4 separate regions of the Drosophila melanogaster genome follow, and all the other regions are linked to region 2. The links are chromatin contacts, called in public Hi-C maps. All regions are on one chromosome and are shown on one strand. The core of a region is the stretch at or near the end of the contact, and the rest is flanking DNA. Distances in the headings are between cores, read along the strand shown.

The links. A called contact is a pair of places that touch in the nucleus more often than the background predicts.
Region 1: a contact with region 2 is called in a Hi-C map of the Kc167 cell line, with 3 times the contacts expected there. The contact joins the promoter of dgrn here to the promoter of Rm62 in region 2. A contact is called at or near these places in 5 of 107 Hi-C or Micro-C datasets (the D17-c3 cell line, the Kc167 cell line, the ML-DmBG3-c2 cell line and 1 more) and 1 of 6 datasets of contacts at active chromatin or transcription factors (the S2 cell line).
Region 3: a Hi-C map of the Kc167 cell line shows a contact between it and region 2, with 2.3 times the contacts expected there. The contact joins the promoter of Sec8 here to the promoter of Rm62 in region 2. A contact is called at or near these places in 7 of 107 Hi-C or Micro-C datasets (the D17-c3 cell line, the Kc167 cell line, the S2 cell line and 2 more).
Region 4: a Hi-C map of the Kc167 cell line shows a contact between it and region 2, with 1.8 times the contacts expected there. The contact joins the promoter of CG2017 here to the promoter of Rm62 in region 2. A contact is called at or near these places in 23 of 107 Hi-C or Micro-C datasets (the Clone 8 cell line, the D17-c3 cell line, the Kc167 cell line and 10 more) and 5 of 6 datasets of contacts at active chromatin or transcription factors (the Kc167 cell line and the S2 cell line).

Annotation. Positions count from the first base shown.
Region 1 is chr3R:5,823,351-5,826,050 of dm6, forward strand. dgrn (degringolade) reads left to right here and starts at 1,265. Exons shown (of 4, transcript NM_169112.2): 1 at 1,265-1,625; 2 at 1,707-2,094; 3 at 2,149-2,238; 4 at 2,455-2,700. The coding sequence starts at 1,599. Sec20 (Secretory 20) reads right to left here and starts at 1,154. Exons shown (of 2, transcript NM_141338.3): 1 at 1,011-1,154; 2 at 1-957. The coding sequence starts at 1,091. The coding sequence ends at 355.
Region 2 is chr3R:6,007,148-6,009,847 of dm6, forward strand. It overlaps Rm62 (Rm62,), which reads right to left and starts at 1,432. Exons shown (of 7, transcript NM_001260010.1): 1 at 1,404-1,432; 2 at 890-1,159. The coding sequence starts at 891.
Region 3 is chr3R:5,757,693-5,760,392 of dm6, forward strand. Sec8 (Secretory 8) reads right to left here and starts at 1,305. Exons shown (of 9, transcript NM_169098.4): 1 at 1,070-1,305; 2 at 457-797; 3 at 1-397. The coding sequence starts at 1,126. CG2082 reads right to left here. Exons shown (of 9, transcript NM_001260006.1): 8 at 2,469-2,679; 9 at 988-1,158. The coding sequence ends at 1,004.
Region 4 is chr3R:5,861,114-5,863,813 of dm6, forward strand. CG2017 reads right to left here and starts at 1,292. Exons shown (of 4, transcript NM_169117.2): 1 at 1,258-1,292. It overlaps side-III (sidestep III), which reads right to left. Exons shown (of 18, transcript NM_001043216.2): 18 at 1,752-2,700.

The DNA.
Region 1 (2,700 bases), core at 15-2,514, 180 kb before region 2:
ACGTGTGCACACATACAGATGTCTGCTATCACTTTGTGCGTTGAAAAGAGCTGTTCGCTGTAGCGCTCTTCGCTCTCTCGCTCTCTAACAAAAATTCGAGAGAGCCTGGAGCCACCTCTAGAGCCACGGCCAAAAAATCGTGTGCCAAAAAATCGTATGGCGTTACGCATCTTGTTATTCTAGGGTCTTTGGCTGTACCACGTTTACAACTTAGGCAAATCACTAAATAATATAAATATAGGAGCTGTGCTTACAAGGTATGGTCATGTGCTAAGCTTAATCTAGCTATACCTAGACAACAGAAGCGACAACCTTAAGCTATTTTGGGAACGGGTTTTGTCCATTTGTGGAGTCTTAGAAGAGTCGCTTTTGGACGATGTAAAAGACACAGGCGAGGAACAAGGAGAAGGCGAAGAAGAGCAGCATTTTGTCAGTGCACTCGCGTCGTCCGTACTTTTTGAGCAGCTTGCCGGACATGCTAATGCTGCCGGCCGTGTGGTGCAGTTCGTCGCTGGTGGCCTCCACATTTTGCGACGAGGCCACGAGCGTTTCCAGGGTGATGGCGCTCTTCTGGGTGGTCTCCGAGAGGTGCCGCGATATAGCCAGCATCTTCTCGGTCACGTCGTTCTCCTGCGAAACCAGACTGCCCTGGTTGTGCCGCGCCCGTGTTGTGGTTCGTTGGCGTAGCTCACTCTCGCCGGTAATGGCCATTAACTCCTCCCGATTGGCCTTCTCGATCTCCAGCATCGTGGACACGTTTGCTTTTCGGAACGCCTGCAGCGTTTTGGAGAACTGATCACGGTGGTCGTCCACTTCATTGGCCAGCGCAGAGTCTGCCGTGTCCCGCGCCCAGTCGTCCAGCCGCTCGATGCTTTTGCGGATAGCAGACAGTTTGGAGCGGCCCGCTTCGTTCAGCTCCTCGAGTTCGGCGATGGAGGTGCGGCTGTTCAGGATGTCCTAAAAACAGAAGCTCGGTAATGAGGGTTTCTCTTCAGATAGCGGAGACTTACGTGTATTATTGCCTTAGCCTGCAGATTGTTATCGATAAGGTCCTGCCGTATGGCCTGTAATGTAAACGCATCCTTGTCCATGTCTCCAACTTTGTTTTGTTTCGAAAATATTCTATTATTCTGCTTTGGTGACGTGCATTTAACGTTAATTCCCGCAATTTTCTAACACTACCACGGCACGGTATATATCGATGGCATTTAATCGCCTAAAAAATATCGTTTACATAGTGATGGTATGGTTTTGTAATGTCGACATATTTATATACATTTCTTATAATTATTTTGTTATCAAAGAATTTCGCCGAAACGGAAATTTTATTTTTAATAAATTATTGATTTTTATTGAATTACAAGTGTCATTCTAAACAGCATTGTATAATACCGCAAAAATCGATAGTCGATCTTAAATCCTTGTTCCCGAATGTCCGTAAAGTGTCATCTTTAAAATAACCGAATGGTCGCGTGAAAGGAGGAAACTATTTTGCACATTTCAATCTGCACTAAAGCACATGTATATCTGGGTTCACCTGCTTTTGTCTTTACTACGAAATCATTTCACAAGTTTCCTGGTCATTTGTTGCTCGAACAATGTCAGATTCGACTATTTTCCGTTTTGTAAGTATACCCTGGACTTTAAACTAGTTAATTCCGATTTATGATTGATTTATTTAGTAGAACTCATCCATTCTTGATCAGTCAGCGGACAGCAACGTATCCAGTTCGAGCTCCAATTCCAGTGTATCCGACTCTTCTGTGGACTCCCATTCATCCATAGAATCCAATTCGGGACACAATACATCCGTGGAATCTCAGTCATCCGCGGAATCTGATTCATCCGCTGATTCCCATTCGTCCTTGGAACGCCCATCCCCAGTGGAGCGTGATTTATCTGTGGAATCAGACTCATCTTCAGCCACCAATACCAGCGAATCTTCAGTCGGAGAAGCTTCAAACCAACTGCAGTCACCGCAAAGCAATAACCCCTTAAATATGGCTAACTTGTCTGTCTCGACTGAAGATGCTCATTCGCAGATCAGATCACTTACCCAGGATGTGATCCAGATGGAAGCAGAGTTGGATCGCAGTATGTCACTCCATAATCATTACGAAGTTTTCTGTTAATTGTTTCATATTTCAGTGAATCGCTACTGCGAGGAAGTTGTGGCACAGATTGACACCTTCGCCACGAGAACCTCAACGCCAACAACTCGTAGAATTCGCCGCAGAAGTAAGTGCAGATCAAAATGAACGCATCTGGGTTTCACAATGAACAATGTTTTTAATTCCACAATAACCAATGACATAGTTCTTTCTATAACCCTGCCGGGTTACTTACTTTTGAAGGCAAAATTTATCTATATTTTTTAAAATTTTGTGAAAACCAGATAGCTTTCGCGGATAGAGCTAGCAATAAACCGAATACCGTTTCTTACTTTTTCCGTAGCGAGTCCAGTAGAAGTGATAGATCTGTCCCATTTGGACCGTGCACCACCTGTTCGATCCGCTCGGAATCGTGATCCCGATGCTTTCATCGATCTATGCACCCCCGAAGGCCCAAGAAGTCGCACAGTGAATCTTCACTCCAACGACTCCCTCACCATTCTGCCACGTCGGTCAGCCGAAAATGACCCGGTAGTGGATCTCGACGTTGCGTCGCCACCAAAACGCGTTAATCGCGACATTGATGAGT
Region 2 (2,700 bases), core at 182-2,681:
GATCGATAAAATGCATTTTTGATAATCTGTAAGTTAAATGTGTTTGCATGGAACCTTTACTTATAGTGTAGAGAAAATTTTAAGAGAATAACCCTACTTTTCCCTAAAATTGTCCTCAGTATACAGAATTATACTGAAATTATATATTTCAATGTACGCATTAGATAACCAAACGAAGCAAACCATTAACCCCATTCACTTCCCAAATTAAGCATAGTAAGTATAAATCTATGTCGGGATGGTTACATCAAATTATAAAATTGCCAATACCAAAAACATCGCGATATCTCTACAAAACCTCGTGTGAGCCATGGAAAGAATGTGATGGAAAGGCATGCTGGCGAGTGAGCAGGACGGCGCTAGTCAGTGACAGCCGCCGACTGTTATACGCTCGCACACACTGTTCGAACTGTTCTACGAGCACGAGAAAATGCCGCCGTCAACAGGCATTCACGCATACAAGCAAGTCCGTATGTGCCGCTGTGTGAGTGCGCGTGTTCATGTTCGGGGCATACAGACAAATTAAAACGCTATAAAATAGCAAACGAAGCAAGAACACGTTTCACAAATCAGGCAAATTCTTTTTATGACGTGCGCTGTCGTTCTTGTTGCTTTTGCTACTCCTTTGCGGATGTGCGGGGGCAAACACAAAGAAAAAAACAACAAATGGCTGAAAACCTCACCTCCGACTGACAAAATTTAGCAAACCATGTGTTTTTCTCTCTCTCCCCAAACTCTCTCTTTCGCTCACACTAATTACTCATCACCTCGCTTCGTAGGTGTACAGAAAAAAAAAAAAAAAAAGAGGAATGGCACGAAGGGTGATAAAATGGCGACAGTGAGTGGAAAAAACCAACGCATTTCATATGAAATCTTGCGGCGTACTCACATTACTCCTTCAATTTTGATTTCCTCAGTTCTTTCGTCGGGATCGTTGAAAAGCGATTTCCTCGTCCTCGTCCGCTGCTCTGCTTTCGGGATGGAATCTACGTAGTCGTCTGAATCTGGTTTCGAGCTGTCTCGAAACGCACGCTGCGACTGAGCTTGGAGACTACTATATGTGCTTGGGAACAGTATTGTCTCACGATTCCTGCGACTCCCGTGGAACTGTTGTCGTTGTTCGGTGCAGAGCGAAGAAGAAGAAGCGAAAGTGCCGCTGCTGCTGGCGGAGGAGAAAAGAAAATGGCGACGTTGCGTTATACATTTCTCGGAGCTCGCGCCACTTCTCGGGGAAATCAATAGCAAGTTGCCCCAGCCGCAGGCAGTCGGTCGGGGCGTGGCGCCGCCCACCCGGGGGGCTATGTATTGCACAAGCTTAAGCATTTTCCCGAAGACTTAGCTTCAATGCGGTTATGCTAATGACGGATTTATCCTACGCAGCGCGGCATCCGCGCGTGTCTTACCTAACCTCGTCCAAAATTAGAGTGACCCTAGATGGAGGGGAAAAATCGGTCGAGAAGTTGGTGTGACCGCAGCGGGCTCGCATGAAAACGTCTATTAGAGTGACCACCTGGTTGCTATCGATAATCAGCTGAACGCGGTGTATTTACTTGCCCGCTAAGTTTTTAATATTTAAGATTCTGCTGAAACGAACTTTAAATATATCTCGTCGTCGGTCCGTACTCCTAATATTCGGAAATGTCTTAAATTTCCTAGCTATCGATAATCAGCTGAACGCGGTGTATTTACTTGCCCGCTAAGTTTTTAATATTTAAGATTCTGCTGAAACGAACTTTAAATGTATCTCGTCGTCGGTCCGTACTCCTAATATTCGGAAATGTCTTAAATTTCCTAGCCTACCAAAACGTAGTCTGTGCGGAGATTAGTAAATATACCTTAACAAATATAAGCATAAAACAACTTTCTGTGTTGAGCATTTAGCAAAGACTCACCCCATTTGTGGTTTATTTAACATTTTCAATTAATACAAATTTTTTGAAATCTACCAAAAGCGCAAATCTCGCATCATTTTTACTAATATTTTAAAGAATTAAAATAAGGTTGGCTCAATATTCTGAAAGGAAAAATATATCCTATTATTTATAAGAAAATATAATATTGTACAACACACAGAATTTTCATCATTAATTTCAAAATTTCATAGAACTTGCTTGTTGACCATTTCAAGTCTATAAAAAGTAATACTTATTAAAGAAATCTTATAATTTACACATAATTTTATTGCTTACATCTAAAAAATGAGTCTGAAAGAAATCGAAAATTTCACTCGAGTTTTAGCGAATTAAATTGAAAGAATCATAGTTATGATTGGAAATAGCTAAATATAGATATTATGCTGGAAAATAAAATGGCATCTATGGAGGATTAAGTAGCCACATATATTAACACCAGTAAAGAATGCACTTATTTTTCAAAATGCCAAAAATTGAAATTTACGGCACTTTAATGAAAATGAGTATCTGTAAGCTCTTACAAATTTACCAACTACCTCACTGTACTTTATTTAAATATCTTACCACGAACTATCGTATATCGTAATTGTACTGTAAAGGCCATGGTCAATCGGTTTTAAAATTCGGAGAGAACCCTCTCCAAAAGGTGGAGTTGCTGTGTGACATTTTTAACAAATCAATTGATAAAGACAAAAATAGCAGATAACACGTAGCCACCCAAACATCCAGTTCATATGTCCTTCTTCAGTACTAAAATTCCCTGCCGCACTTTTCCTTGGGAGTGTTC
Region 3 (2,700 bases), core at 55-2,554, 250 kb before region 2:
TTCGATAACCTCTGCCTTGTCCAAATCGAAGCTCTGCGCCATTTCGGCCAGCGCTTTGCGCACTCGAGCATTGGCCTCGATGCGATCCGTAGAGCGACGAGCACCTATTCCCCGAGTAAAACTGGAATTCAGCCTACTGGAGTTGGTGCGTTGGAACGAAGAGAGGGCCTCGTTGGCCGAGTTGGTGTACACCTGGGTGACCAGTTCCTCGTGCAGCCGCTGATACAGCTGCTGGCGTCGGGTTTGCAGGTCAGTTCGCAAATCTGACAAGCCCTCGACGGCCTGTAAGGGTCCATTGAGGGTGGTCAGGGCATCAGTTAGGGCCTTGCTGGCGTGCAGATACTGTCGTTTGGCGGTGTAGCCCACCACCCTTTGAGGCACTTTGCGCAGCTCCTGGCTGTAAAGGAACGATATAGTTAGCGCGTTTCAATGAACAACAAGGGCAGCGTGACCTACATTTGCTCCAGCATCTCCAGAACGTACTTGTGCTGCACCGCATCCATCCACATCTTCCGGAGCTCATCGCGCCGGCACTGCAGCAGCCGCTTGCAGACACCAAGGTTCTCCTTGACTGCATGAATCCGCTCCCGGCTGGCCGTCACCTCCGAGGACACCTGGCTGAACAGGGGCAGCACCTGGGTAAGCTGCTGGTCGTGCCGCGAGACCAGCTCGTTCAAGCGCAGATCCGAGCGCTTGAATTCCGCCTCGATCTTCTGCTTCTCCTTCTGGCGCTCCTCGGTGGTCTCGCTGAATCCCAGGGACTTGATGACGTTGACCAGGAAGCCACATCCTGCGGACTGCAAAAGTAAGCCGGCCACCGGGAATTACTCATGGTTTATCTAAGAAAAGCAATATCGCTAAGCGAAAAGAGGGCGTGCGGCAGCAACAACAACCAGATGGTGTCGTCATCAACTTTGGACCCGCAACTTTGGGACAGGCAAACGGCCCCTAAAAAACTATTATCTACGAAGGAAAACACAAGCAGGCGCGGTTCCAGATGGGTTTATTGCTTGGAAAAACTGTGACGCGAGATGAACACCATTTTCAGCGAGGGCTTGAAGAAATTTACCTCATCCTTGCCGTACTTCACACCCCTAGGGGGCTTCGTGGGCGGTGGGGCGTCCATGTACACGTTGTTGAAGGAGAAGATGTGCTTGGCTGGTTGGTGGGCGACGGGTCAAAAAGGGACACAGGTTAGCTCAGTATCAACATTATTTTCCAGCAACTGCTCGTAAATTTGTTGTTAAAATAAGCACTTAAGCACCAGAGTGACCATTTGAGCAGTGCAAGAAATACCACAGGCTTGTCAAACTATCGTTTGGATTAGTGATGGACAATTTTGTAGAGATGGGCGTTCTATTCTATTTTTGAATTTTCAATATTAAGCGCCCAAAAACAACGTTTTCAAAGTCACGTTTAAGAATAAAATGAAAGTTATTTAGTGGGCTTAATGCACATGATTTAAATGAATAAAGCCAGCAATTATGAGTGAAAAGGTGGGCCCACCAAAACATCCGATAATTTGACAGCCATGCAAAATGTGTAAGATATTTAGTAACAAATTAAAACTCAGCATAGGCGTTTTCATTTAACTTTATTGTGTAACGGTGTAGTTGCATCTACTTATCTGAGTGCTTGGTCGACTTAAATGTCTTCACTAAATGTTAAGCTAAAGCCAATGCGATAAAACAATTTTTAATACTCGCTTTGAAAAACGCATGACACCTACATGACAATTAATATTCTTTGGTTTTCGAATTGCTTTTGGTTTTGATTGTTTACACATACATACGAGTATATATAATCCGTGTGCATCTTTCGCAAAGCTGGTCTCAACTTAGACTGTTCGAACTTTGTATATGATTTTTTCTGTTTTTCTTTTATTTACTAAAATAGCAACATTTGAGACTGTTCACTATAGAAAGTTTAGAAAGTTGAAGGGTGACAGAGTAGAGGAGTAACATTTGGGATTTTTCCATTCTAGTTTCTACGTGTTTAGGTACAGTTTACTATTCGGAGGTATTAAATAGATTGCGTTTTATAGTTCGTGTTTAGCAGTTGTGATAAGTTCGGTCGAGTTGAAGATTTAGATATGGATGTTTGAACATTGTTTCAGATTCTTAGGTGGGCTTCTTGGGGTTACATACATAAGACTAATCCTAAGTACACAGTGTAAATACAGTTTTCGGCTTATTTCCGTCCATTCGGATTCGGATGGTCAATGTGTTGTTGTTGGGTTTGCTACTCTTTAAAAACTTTAAGCGATTACTAATTAGAATTTGGCCTAAAATCCGCGGAAAAGCGGTTACACTTGGGATGATTGTTTGGCTCTGGGTTCACACATATACGTTTTGCTCAGACTAAAGGTATTTTACCAGTTTAAGTAGTTTAAATACGCAATCAAGCTTAATCTACCAACGTGGGCGTGGCGTGGTCTCGTCTAATTTACTCCTTCTTGGGCAACTCACTGTTCATGATGCTGAGCCGGCGGATGTTGGGCTTGTCATAATCCTCCATCGAGATGCCGCGCGACAGGCGCCGCGATCCGTTGGCCCCCTCCAGCGATCCGGAGCTAGCCGTGGAGAAGGCGCGTCCGCGATCCACGCCTGGCATCACCACCGACGTGAGCAGCCCCTGTCCCTTGCAGAACAGCAGAATGGATTGGGCCACCTTTCCGGGCTGGAAAATTTTCGGATTTTC
Region 4 (2,700 bases), core at 42-2,541, 150 kb before region 2:
TTTTCATTTGCCCAGGTCGAATTTGTTGTTCGTTCGGCTATCTGGGTTCTGAGTGCTGTGCTTTGTAGTTGTAGTTCGTAGTTGTGTGCGTACTTGTGCTCTCCGCTTTTGGGTGCCTTTCGATTTTGTTTATAACCTGCTCCCGATTGTTTTGCTTTGTTGACCGAAGAACAAGCACCTGAATACTTCAAAAGCTTTCGCAATACCTTACCCTAGGGCGTTTGAGTTCTTTCATGGAACGTATTTTTTGTTTAGCAAGTGGGGGTTGAGCTTAAAAAAATTAACTTAGTGAATTTCCACAAGAAGAAAGTTACCTAAATATTTAATGCGGGATGTTATTACGAACCTATTTAATTACTAAAGCTAACGATAAATGGTAAATTTATAGGTTTTAATTCTAATTACTTTATTTTTGCAATTAGAAGGCAGGATATACAATGTTTAATTACGTCACACGCCATTACGTCCTTCGACACTGGAACTATAAAAGTTAACTTTTTCACGATTTTGATGCGAAGCCGCGACGTTTGATAATTTTATTCAACAATTAATGCTTGGCTTTCCACAATTCAAACACACCTCTTTAGTTCTACGATTGTTGTTCAAATAAGGAAACTTAGTTTAAAAACGAACCTTCTTAATTGTGAGATAACTCCCACACAATTAAATTATTACGTTTTATGTAGATACGCAATCTGTGTTGCGTAGCGGATTTCTGATCGACCAGACCCTTTCCTTTTTCGGCGCGTAGTTTTGACAGCTTTTCGCGTCTTGTCCTCGCCGCGTTTGCTTCGCATTTGATTTTCTACACAAGCGCTTTTGTTTTGACCGCGTCAGCTGCGTTATTATTCTCTATCTCTATCTCGAAATTGATTGAGGACGCTTCGCGGAAAGCTCCTTTCCGTTTGAATTCCGGGAAGTAACTGTCGCGTTTACCGAATTCATGCAACCAACAAACAAAAGCTTGGCAAGCATAGAGCGGAATTTCACAAGAAACAAAAATCGCGCTGCGATTTCATCAGCAAAACAAAAATGGAGTCAATGTGCTGCACTTACGCAGTTGCTGATGCAATACTGCGCCACAATGCGCGGATCTTCAATGGTCTCTGTGTGGGTGTTGCTGTTCGTGTTCGATTCACGTTGCCATGGCAATTTTGCACTCATGTGGGTTAAGCACTCACAACACACTTCAAATTTCGGGGACGCCAAAGTTGCGCCAGCAATCCAATCAATTATTATAAACCATAAACTTCCTACATTTTGTGACTCCGACAAACAGATGTTTATGCTCGCCACGCGTTAGTCCCTTTTGGACACTGACCTATCCAGTTGCTGCGCACCCTTACCAACACTGGCTGACGGGGCGTCCATTGTGAACGGCACACATTTTTCAAATTTAAATAGTAACGTATTTTTAACAATAAATGGGGTTGCGAAGGCGGTCATCTGCATGTCCTACATTTCCATACTTTACTTTAGTACTTTAGTGTTGAGAATTCGTTTTGGTAAATTTTACTCAAATAAGTTTATTAGCCAGCATAGAACTTAATTCCAATCTCGATGGAGCTATCTTGCAAGCTCAAAAACATCTGCTTTGCTACAAAATAATTTTGTATTGGTATCAAAAAATCATTCAAATGAGTGAAGATATGGTAACGTTTTTAGATTGCTAAAAAAAGAATTTAGGAAACCTTGTGCCTCCCAGCAATGAAAATACAACTCGAATTGCTTTAATTCAAACTCAATGTATTCTCATTAATATATTTACGTTTTATTCCTTATCATTAACATTATTACTTTATCACAAATATTTTAAGCATTTTTACATATGTAGTCAGTTACAATGATGTGTATATGTATGTATGTCTGTCTGTTTTCGGGACTTGGGCTTGCATGTATGTATGTACATCGTTGACCTCTCTGAGGCTCATAAAATAGTATCTGCTGACCTCGACATGGATCATGGGGATGTCGTGATGCTACAGGTTGTTGGGGATCGTTTTAAAATTGCACTACTGGCACTCGATTTTGGTTATCTACAGCGGGGACCTTTACTATATATGTATAAACTTGGAGGAAGTTTACGATTTGCTCTACCAGTTACCTGGATGCTATAACTTTTACATTTAAACATTATGACATTACATTGATTTTACTAATCGCTATCGATGACTTAGCATATACATTTCTTTTTTTCAATTACGTTTTTTCGATAGAAAGTCAAGAACTGAATCGCCCAACTGATATGACAAACGTTAGAACACTTATAGTCGTTTAGCCCTTGTCTTGAGTATGATATAGTCGTATAGCATTTCCGATGTGCTAATGCCTTGATAACAATTGCCAATGAAAGGGGGATGATAGGGTGGTGGGGGGGTGGGGGCTACGCTCCCCTCTTGAACTGCCCCAATCCTGCGAGCTGGGCCGACCCATTCAATATCCAATAAATAATGCTCAAGAATACATTCGTTGTGTATGTGTGTGTGTGTGTGCGTGCTCAGGTCCAACTGGTTGGCGTTCGTCAATGAGGTGTCTGTCTGTCGGAATTGGCCGGAATCGGGCCCATCAAATGGCCATCTGGAAGTGGAACTCCGTGCCTTTTATCCCTCTTATCGCTCGACCCGCATAAATCATTTTATTAGCTTATTAAAAAGTTTTCCATTTATTGTCATCGTTTTGCGCTATCGTGCGCACAAATCC